2 separate regions of the Gossypium hirsutum genome follow, and region 1 is linked to region 2. A link is a contact called in public Hi-C data. All regions are on one chromosome and are shown on one strand. Each heading gives the region's core, a stretch centred on a gene start, on an enhancer-like site or on the middle of the called end of the contact. The rest is flanking DNA. Distances are from core to core; before and after follow the strand shown. Region 1 has its middle 5.6 kb from the start of LOC121227948. Region 2 holds the start of LOC121227947 (probable LRR receptor-like serine/threonine-protein kinase At1g53440).

Region 1 (5,484 bases), core at 266-2,765, 73 kb after region 2:
CGGTTAATATTCGAGCTTAATAATTGAGTATTATTATATATTTAATTTGATTTATTTATTTATAAATAAATCATTGCAATATATGTAAAAACAATTTAAAATATAAATTTGTTAATATACGTAAAAACAGCTTTTTCGGAAAATATTTTTAAGAATTCTGCCAAACAACAAAAAATATTTTAACAGACTCATCCAAACACCAGAAAAGTAAATCATTTTTAGAAAAGTAAATCATTTTCCAGAAATTATTTTTCGGAAAACATTTTACTGGCAAACAAACAGAGCCTAAATTAAATTGTTTTCACAATTTTACAGGAATTGAATTAGATTTTGCTTAAATTTTGAAGGAGTTAGACTTTATTTAAATTGGTCCACTGAATTTAAATTAACTCTAACTCAAATTCATTTAAAAAATAGAAAATTAGAAAACTTTGTTTATAAAGAAAGGCTTAAAGATATAAAAAGCTTTTTAAACTTAAAAAAAATAATTAAGTCTCTTTTTTTTGCATTTAATTGAGCATTTAAACTTTCAAAATGCATAAAAGAAAAAAGCTCTCAAACTTCTTCCAAAAAAGCAATTAAACTCCCTCTTTTTTTACTCAATTAGGTATTTGAACTTTCAAAATGCATCAAAAAGACCCTCAAAATTTTTCAAAAATGCAATTAAACCCATGCTCTAATTAAAAATTATAAACAATAAATTTTAAAAATTTTATTAAAATTTAATAAAAATTATAATTTTTTATAAAAATCGTAAAAAATAAAAAAATGTAAAATTTTATAAAAATCATAAAAAATTAACAACCCCTAGTATTTCTTAATTAAAGACATCACGTGTTACAACACAACGCGACATGCGGTGAAAAATAATAAAAAAATAAAAATCAATAAAAGTTATAGAAAAATTATAAAATGCTTCTTTGGGTACAATAATTTTTTATAATTTTTTTACAAAATTTATATTTCTTTACATTTTGTATAATTTTCTTACGACTTCATAAAATTTTATAATTTTTTAAATTTCTACATTTTTATATTTTTTTCTAATTTTTAATAAAAGTAATGGCTTAATTGCTTTTTTTTTTTAAAAAAACTTGAAGATCTTTTTTATGTATTTTGAAAATTCAAGTACTCAATTGAATGCAAAAAAAAATTAGAGGCTTAATTACTTTTTTTGAAAAGATTCGAAGGCTTTTTTAATGTATTTTAAAATTTTAAGTACTTAAATGAGTAAAAAAAAACTGGAACATCGTTACCTTTTTTAAAAAAAATTTGAGATTTTTTTGCACCCTTAAACAATAAAAAAATCATTTTTATTTTTATAATTTATGTTTTCATTTTTAAACACAAAAATATTTCAGGTTTTGGGATTTGTTTTAAAAATCAATAAAATCTAAGTTCAAATCAAGTCAAGTTGAAGGTCCAAATTTGGGTCCATGGCTAAGTTGAGTTTAAGTGAAAGTCCAAGTGTAGGTCAAGCTTGATTGGTCCAAAGCCCTAGAGACCCATCTTTTATGAGAGTTCAGGTTAGGGTTTTGAAGCCCTAGAAGCTGGTCCCGCACATGCCAGATGAGAAGGTCAAAGCTTTTGAATAAAACAAAGAAAAGGGAAATGTTTTGATTTTTTTATTCAAGAGTAACTGATTTGAAAGGAAAAAAAAATCGGTTTTAAGAGAAAGAAGAAGAGATTTTGAATAAAAAGAAAAAAAAAAAAGAAAGATATTTTTTTGTAATAGCCACCGTGCACCGCCGCTGGAAATTAGAGAACGTTAGGTTCCCGCCGCCGGAGAAAGAAGAAGAAGCTAGAGGAAAAAAATCCGTCGGTGGATTTTTTTTGCCTTGATTTTTAAGGGTTTCCCTGTTTTCTAATTACATCTTTAGTCTCTGCATGTTTTAATTTCATTCGAATTTTGAAATTCTCAAAAAGTTATGATGGAGTCACTTTTCGGACCAAATTATAAACTTTTAAAAGTACAAGAACATAAAGTGAAAATTCCCTAGTAATGAAGAGCTGAGTTAAATAGCAGTGATAAAGTGTCATAGGATCAGAAAAGTGAGTAAGCTCGAAGAAAAGGGAGTTTTGAACTAAATTTTAAGGAGTAAATCATAAAATTTTCAAATTCTCGAGAAAGATTTTAAATGCAAATTTATGCACGAATTATCAAATAGTAATTATAAGTACAACTATGGGGATTTTGGAGGTATTAGGTGTCATGAATGGAGTAAAAAAGGAAGTTAAAATACATTTTAATCATTTTATTTAAAAGTTATATTAAAATTATGTTTGGAAATATTAAATTACTAGGAATAATTTGAAGTCATTAGATTAGATTCTTATATGGTGGTTAAAAGTGAATCATACAGACCTTAACTTACACCAAGCGTAAGGGGTTTTAAAAGAAAAGAAAAGAGAAATGTGAGAACCCCATTATAGGAGAAATTAAAAGAGACTTTTCTCAATTGTTCTTCCTTTCAATCCAAAATTTTTACCGAAGTTTGACCTATACCTTTTACTTTCCCACCAAAAACAAGTAGAAAATCTTCATCCACCAAAGTCAAGCTAATATAATCCTTAAGTACTTACTAAACTCTCCAAGCATATTGAATTAGTTGTTTAAACACATAAATAAAATCTTTCCAAGAGGATTGAGTTTGCAACTTGGACGCATCACATCACCACTCAATGACTAAAGAAGGTTTAACCTATGGCAATGTTCCATGATGTGTCATTGGAATGGCAAGTTCATAAGGGCTTGAACCTATTAGAGATTTGTACAAAGTGTTTATAATTTAATGTGAAGGATTTATTCAAATTTATTATTTGTAATGGCTCTCAATTACTTTGAGTTCATTTTTGGAATGAATGTGAATCTTATATGTCATTTGAATGTGGTTTGAAATGTTTTTCAGCTTAATAATACATTTTGATGTTTCAATTTTTTTTAAAGTGCTTTGAGTTGCTCTGCTACAATGTTGCAACCTCATCCCTTGCAACATCACAACATTGAGCATATAGAGAGCAATGTTACAACATCATCCCTCTCAATGTTGCAACATTGGGAATGCAAAGAGTGATGTCACAACATCATGTAATACAACGTTGCAATATTATATAATGTCACAAGATCATGCACCACATTATCCCATATTGCATTGTTTTGACTTGTTTTGACTTTTGGTGGGTTAGAATTGACCCCAAACACCTCCAATCACCCTCAAAATGTTTCTAAAAGATTTTAAAATGGTTCGTAAGCTTCAAACTAATTTTATCTAAATTTTATGATTTTATTAAATTGTCTTCAAGTTTGATTTCATAAATGGTTTTGAGACTTTCACTGTGAAATGTACTTGAGACTAATTGTCCCGATTAGTATTTGATGGCTTAAAAACGATTTCAATTTATCTCTAAATCTTCTAAATGTAGTTAGTTTCTTTTAAAGAACAAGAATATGTCATGAAAAGGGCCATTTTCATAATAGTTTAATTTTGTATAAGCTTGAAAATGTCATTGTAGCAACTCAAATCCATACCGGTCGTTGGGATGAGTGAAGGGTGTTACAAAAATATGTGCACAATTTAAGATCAAGAACCATAATTCAGCACCATGCCATCCAAAGATGAACAGAGCAATTGAAGTAACCAACAAGAACATTAAGAGAATTGTTGAGAAGATGGCTAAAACCTATAAAGATTGGCGCAAGAAATTACCTTTCACATTTTATGAATATCATACCTCTATGCAAACTTCTATAGGAGCAGAACCATTTTCCTTGGCATATGGAATGGAAAGCAATGCTATTGATTAAAGTAAAGATTTTTAGTAGGTTTTGATGACTCTGAAATAGGAAGAATTCGAATGGATCCAAAAAAAGGTATGAACAATTGAATCTTAGAGGAAAAGAGGTTGAAAGCGATATGTCATAGAAAAATATATTAGAAACGAAAGATAAAGGCTCATGACAAGAGAGTTCACCCGAGGGAATACCATAAAGGAGAGTTGATGTTGAAGAAATCCTTCCTATACGAAAGACTTTAGAGGAAACTGGATGTTAAATTGGGAAGGGTAATATGTGATGAAAAAGACTTTTTCTAGAGAAGCATTGATTTTGATAAAGATGGATGGGAAAGAATAGCCTAATCCTATGAATTTTGATGTTGTGAAGAAGTACTATGCGTAAAACAAAAAACAAAAAGAAAAAAGTTCGAGGTGAAAACCTAAAAGGGTGCTTCAAAGCAAATATATATATATATAAAAGAAACGGAAAAAAAAAAAGAAGAAGGTTTTTAAATGAAAACTCAAAAAGGATGTCTTGAAACCAATGGTGGATTTGAGTTGAAAATCCAAATAGTGTAGCTAGAATGTGCCATTATGATCCCCAAGGGTGGATTCAAGATGAAAACCTATGTGTGCATTGTCATCATTAAAGCATGAAAACGTTTAGGATAAGTACATTCACATCATAACAAACATGAAATTCATTATGAATAGGTTATTCTTGAAAGAGATTTTAGCAGGAATACTTTGCCTTTAACCGATTGAAACTCTAAACTATTTTCTCAAGATTGTTTTCAAAACTCAAGTTCATTATGTTTTCTCAACTTTCAATACAACAAACAAACAAAAGAAAGAAGTTCAAGGAAAAAACTTGAAAGAGCGCTTTAGAACAACAAAAACAATATAAAAGAAAAAGAGAGAGAAGACAAAAGGGTTTCAAGATGAAAAAGTGCGTCTTAAAACCAAGGATGGATTTGAGTTGAAAACCCAAATAGTGCAGCTAGAATGTGTGATTATAATTACCAAGGGTGGATTCAAGTTGAAAACCCAACTAGTGGAGCTAGAATGTGCAATTATGATTACCAAGGGTGGATTCAAGTTGAAAATCCTATATGTACATTATCATCATTAAAGCATAAAAGCATTTAGGATCAGTACATTTGAAATTCATTATGAATAGGTTATTCTTGAAAGATATTTTAGTATGAATACTCTGCCTTTAACTCGTTGAAACTCTAGATTGTTTACTCAAGACTATTTTCAAAACTCAAGTTGATTATGTTTTCTCAAATTTCAATTTATTTAAAAAAAATCAAATATGTTTTCAAGAAATGGGTCGAGCCTCGAGATTGCTATTGAGGTCTTTTAATTTTCATTTTATCAAAAATCGAATTCATTTTAAGAAATGGGTTGAGCCTTGAGATTATTGTCAAGGTCTTTTTAGTTGTCATTTTATCAAAAATTGAATATGTTTTCAAGAAATGGATCGAGCCTTGAGATTGACGTTGAGGTCCTTTCAGTTATCATTTTACCAAAAATTGAATTTGTTTTCAAGAAATAAGCTAAGCTTCAGGATTGAGCCTCGAGATTACCATCGAGATCTTTTTCGATTGTCTTTTCTATTATTATCAAAAGTCAAATCCATTTTTGAAAAATTGATTAAGCCTCAAGATTATCTTTGAGGTCCTTTTAGTTACCATTTTATCAAAA
Region 2 (5,742 bases), core at 1,768-4,267:
TTTAGTGTCAAAATTGTTTACGTATTTAAAGTTAAAATATGCTATTAGTCCCTATTCTTATCTAAAATTTGAATTTTAGTCTCTTTACTCCTCTTATTTTTAAAATTTAAAACCTTTAGTAAAATCATTATTATTGTTTTTAATTTCTATCAAAATTTATCAACTTAATATGTTTATTTTTTGCCAATCATAAGTAACATCATATGAGAGCATTCTAATCAGCATGCCAAGTTGACACATTTTTACAGAAAATACTAACAATGATTGAGATTTATAAAATTAGAAAAGTAAGAGAACTTAATTTTTAACTTTTTAAATATAGGGATTAAATTTTAAAATAAAGTGACTAACAGCATATTTTAACCTCGAATATCAAAATCTGACTCCACCTTTACGGCTTAACAAAAAGAAAAATCAAAGTATTCTACGATCTCATCTAATTTAAGAAGTCAAAATATTTTTAAATATTAATTAAGGATATATTATGATTATTAAAATGCAGCATGAAAACAGATAAATATATACTGGCAAAAGAAGGGTTAAGGTACTTTGGGAAGTCCCTATATAGGAATTGTATCAAATTAGTCCCTTTATCATTAAATGAATCGATTTAATCCCTATACTATTAAAAAAAATAAGCCCAAATCTTAACATTTACTGTATAAAATATTTCATTTACAAAACTATAAAAACTTCAAATATATTAATTTTATTAAATTGTATGACATTTTTTATTTAGTAAATGCTAACTCCATTCCAATTTAGTGCTATTTTATTCTTTTTAATGGTACAAGGATTAACGAAATCTATTTAATAATAGAGGTACTAATTTGATCAAATCCTTATAATAGAGAGACCTTTCGAGTACATTCACCACAAAAAAGTTAATAGTCCCATCAAACAATAATTCATAGTTTAAGCATATGAAACATTATAGTATAATAATTAGCCCATCATATGTAATTTAACCATTGACTGAAACCATCCTATGGCTCTGACTTTCTTAAACTAAGTGTTCAATATTCACATAAACTACTTGCATCCAAATTGTAGAAATAATGGAAGGCAAATAGGGAAAATATCCAAATTGTAGGCCAATTTACTATATCAACTTGTACAAACAATGGAAGGCAAATAGGGATAATGTCCAAATTGTAGGCCAAGGATTGGGACCATTTTACTACATCAAGCAATCAAAGTTGAATTAAAAAAGTTATAATGATTTTTTTGGCCCTTCAACTTTACAAAAATAAATTATTTTAGTTTTTTATTTAATTTTTCGTCTTTATTAGTCTTTAAATTTGTATTGTTTATCAAATTATCCTAAAATGAATGAAAAAATTGACGTTTGTTAACTTTGTTGTATGTTAACAATTAATTGATTTTTAAGAATTAAAAAAATATTTTTATATTTTTATGGTTTTAATAATTTTTAATTTTTAAAATTTTAAAAAATTAATTAATTATGGATATATGCCATATCAGTAAAAATTAAGGTAAAAATTAACATAACTTTTCCATATATTTTTGGGTGATTTTTTTTTTGTAAAATTAGAGGGACTAAAAAGTATTTATGCAAATTAAAAAAAAAAGAATATCTATGGATTTGAAACAGAAATTCCCTTTTCTAAATTGATAATTATAAAATTTTTGAGGAAATGAAAGCAACATATTCAAAAAGCTTTAAAAAATAGATTTTTTTAAAAAAATCTAAAACCAGTTGATTTGGTCCAAGAAAATAGGCAATCCAAATGATAAATAATTAAAAAATAATAATTATAGTTATCATTTGTTTGTTTGCTGAGAAAATATTTCTTTCAATCAAAAACTGGTAGAAACAACAAGATAAAGTAAATGCTGGATAAAGGATATAACATTGTCTTTAAACATTTATTTATTTTCCCAGCAACCAAACAGAGAAGTAGCAAGAGAAAACAAAAACAAAGTCGCACAATGAACTCCTTTGAAATATTCCAATAGTTTCTTCTATTCATGTATCCCATATTTTCTCATCAACCAAACAATACTTAAGATGAATTATAATTGTTTTCTTTCACTAGAATTTTCCTAGCAACCAAACAGAGTTATGTAACCATGTATCATCTATGAACAAACAAACTAAACCATCACTATCCAAAAAAATACAAAGCTTTGCATCGTAGTGTGACATTTTTAATAAAGATTTGTGCTACAAATTCAGTAAAACTTTAAATTTTGCAGCAAAAATTGTTAAGTTATATCCAGAACAATAGCATTCTTTTTTAAAACAAAACGAAAAATTTGGAACCCCAGAAACTTGAAACTTAAAGAGAAGAATGAAGGTATATTTTCTTCACATGCTCTGTTTTTTTCCTTTGAAATCTTAGGAACCAAACAGAGTAATACTAACTTAAACACTCACTTCAAAAGAGAAAAAAAAACAACAACAACAAAAGCAAAAAAACAAAATAAAGAATAAATTATAGAGAGAGTATGCATACCTTCACTATCAGGCAAAACTTGAGCATTTGACCCAAACTCCGTGAAGCAATTCAAAGCCAAAAAACCCAGAAAAAGAACAGAGACCATCTTAAATAGGGAGAAAACAAACCCCATTTTTCTCTTCTTCCACACCCCAAATTTTCTCTTCTTCTAAAAACCAAAAGAAAAAAACTCAAATGTATCTTTGATTTTGTTTGAACAGTGTTGATTTCTTTCTGAGGAATCGAAGTGGAGTAGTTGTTATGGTTATAAAGTTATGATATAATAGACGTCGTTTTTATTGACAGAATAGCAAACGTAAGGAAAGGAATTAATGTGTGATTTTTTTGTGTGAAGATTTTTGTCTTTGGTTTCTGGTTTTTCTTTTTTAATGTAAAAGAAAAGAAAATGACGCAGGAATGAGTGAGAAATATATGAGTTGAGGAATCAAATGGAGACAGGGGAGGAGCCGCCGTTTAAGGCTTTCTACAGCAGCGGGCGCTGCCACACGCTTTGACTTTGGTGGCGGTTGCCGGCATTTATTACTTAGAAGAGTCAAAATCAATATTATACAGTACCTACAATATCTATATATAAACCGGGCTTCTTTTTCCCGAAATAATTATTATTCCAAAAAAATTATGTAAATAATATAAAGTGTGCATAAAAATCCCAAATGGAGAGGACGACTGTTGATTTGGGGTTGAAGCAGTGACAGTGATTATGTCCTAAACAGATAAGGAATCTTCGAAACCCCAAATCGGTAATCAATATTGGGGTTCTCAGGTGTAGTAAACAATCTTTGCTGGTAAATCCACAGCTATCATGTGGATTTAGGGTGAGTTTGAATGAGCGGTGCGGTTACCTGCGGTTAGTGTAAAAACAGCAGTGGCAGTGAGATTAAATACTGTAGTAATACTGTAGCGTGAGACAAAAAGTAAGCTAAACGCACCGCACCGCTCCTCCAAACCCACCCTTAGGCTTTCGAGGTAATCTTCTACCGTTTGACATGATTTGAGGTCCAGAATCTCAAACCTATCGTAAATAGAAATATTTAAAAATCGCCAACTTTATTTAAAAATCTCCAACTTTTTAAGAAGCCAATTCTTGTTAAGCTTCCAAGTGGGAAAAAAAAACAGTTAATCAAGAGAAGAAGAAAAAAACAATGAGTTAATAGAGTTGGCAAATTTCTTAAAAGATAGTTCTACTTAGAGAAGATGAGTTAAAGTTTTCAAGTATCGAAAACCAACCAACAAATATTTGGTAATAATAAAATTTTAGTCATAGATTTAATTTTTTTTCCAACAAAAAGAAAATTAGTTACCTAAAATATATGATATATGTCTTGGAAACAAAAGTCATGGTAGGTGTCGTCTCCCCTACTACGACCAATCATCAATGGGTATACTCCCCACATGATAAGTGAAAAAGTATGCATCCTCGGTTGTTATCGTTCCAACAACGCAACAATTAACTCTGGGCAAATTGTGCAGGGCCTCATGTTTAAGACATTTTCGAATCCAACAACATCCAAATATTCATGAATTTGGTCATGTCCCAATTATGGGGATACCAACAACTAACTGCCAATTTATTTAGTCAATAATTCAATGCAAATTATAAATTTGTTTTTAAAATCTTATAACTATTAAATTAAATTTATCCGAATTTTCCATATCATCAAACACGTGAGGCAATCATATCAATGCCATAACCTAAACTTTAGAAATAAATGTTTCAAACCCTAAACACACACTTATATCATAATACCAAATTCAATAAAAAAAATACTACATACAATAATTACATAAATATTTAGAAATCAAAATTACTTAAATTTACAAATTTTCTATATCACAATTATTTACTTAACATGAAACCTAAACTAATATTTCTATAATTTTAAAAAAAATGAAAATTTATATGCTAATAAAATTTGTTTGTAGAATATTATCTAATGTTTACTACATGTACATATAACAATATTTATTTCAATCAAACAAATAATAACATAATTTCTACATTATTCACTAATTATTATAATACTTATAATAATCGCATTTATTAATAACATGCCATTTATTTTTCAAATAACAATAAACATATAATTTAATAAAAATAAATTATATTAGTTGGAGAAGCACTTATCTTATCGATTCAATTTATTTCAAACCAAATATGTCAACTACTAAATTATATTTAAAATAAATTATAATTATAAAAAACCATTTATTTTTGGATTGTAAAAGGAAAAAATGATTTTTTATGTGGTTTTAGGGTTTTAAAAGTGATTTAGGTTTAGGGTTTTGAGTATTGAGGAGTAATTTTGATTTTTTTTTTATTGGAAATGACCAGCCAAATAGGTTGCCGATTTGGGAGTGGGGTTGAGGGAATTTGAGAGTGAAGAAAAGGATGGGCGTGTGGAATAGAAGTAGGGTAGGGGGTGGAATGGCATTTATTGTCACGAGCGGTGGTTGGCGTTAATTACACACTCATCCGCCAATTGTCAGCCACCATGATGATTTGGCATTCTCATGCGTTACCAACAACCCCAAATCGATATATCGTTTATCGATTTCGGATTATATCTATTTGTTTTTGACATAATTAGTGTAACTATTTTAACCCAAAATTATCTGCTACCATATAGATTTTGGGTTCCAAATGCATAGTTCAAATTATTTAGGTAACATTTTTTTCATATTATTCTGGTTATTAATTATTTTTATGTATTATTATAGAAAAAAAAGCCTATAAACTAATATAAAATTAATTGCTTTATGTATTTCTTTAAATGTGTATAATCGAATCAAAATTATATTTTTATAAGAGTTACATATGTATAATTGGGTCAAATTAAAGTTTATATATCAAATTACATATTAAATCAATATTTATGTGTAGTTTTAAAATTTATCATTTACTCTTTTGTGAACTCTTAAGGTATGTTCTAACATCACATTATAATTGATGGTTGTGCCTTAGCTCGATTGTTATGGACATTGTTGCTAATGTAGGACAACGTAGGTTTGAATGCTTTAAAACGCATTGTCCTCCTATTTATTGGTTGGGTAAAAAGAGCAAATATACTCAAAACCTATAAGAAGATTGTTAAAAAAAACTATAATAAAATATCGCTAAATCTTAGATTTTATATATATAGGTTGGGATGTTTTTTTGATACAATGTCTAGAATTGTCTATAGTCCTTTCTAACTCATAAATAGGAGGATAATGCGTTTCAGCGCACTTGACCCCACGTCTTTCATTGGCAATAATGATG

The links. A called contact is a pair of places that touch in the nucleus more often than the background predicts.
Region 1: a contact with region 2 is called in a Hi-C map of leaf, with 2.8 times the contacts expected there. The contact joins the enhancer-like site here to the promoter of LOC121227947 in region 2. A contact is called at or near these places in 8 of 34 Hi-C or Micro-C datasets (callus, hypocotyl and leaf).

The regions. Positions count from the first base shown.
Region 1 is chrA04:11,591,981-11,597,464 of Gossypium_hirsutum_v2.1, forward strand. No RefSeq gene overlaps it. Among protein-coding and RNA genes, the nearest start is that of LOC121227948, 5.6 kb to the left of the region's middle. Within about 2 kb of position 1,516, at least 8 of the 9 cell types and tissues checked have an H3K27ac peak or open chromatin away from gene starts, as enhancers often do. A contact at or near this core is called in hypocotyl and leaf, where this site is marked.
Region 2 is chrA04:11,517,191-11,522,932 of Gossypium_hirsutum_v2.1, forward strand. LOC121227947 (probable LRR receptor-like serine/threonine-protein kinase At1g53440) reads right to left here and starts at 3,018. Exons shown (of 24, transcript XM_041110919.1): 1 at 2,481-3,018. The coding sequence starts at 2,595.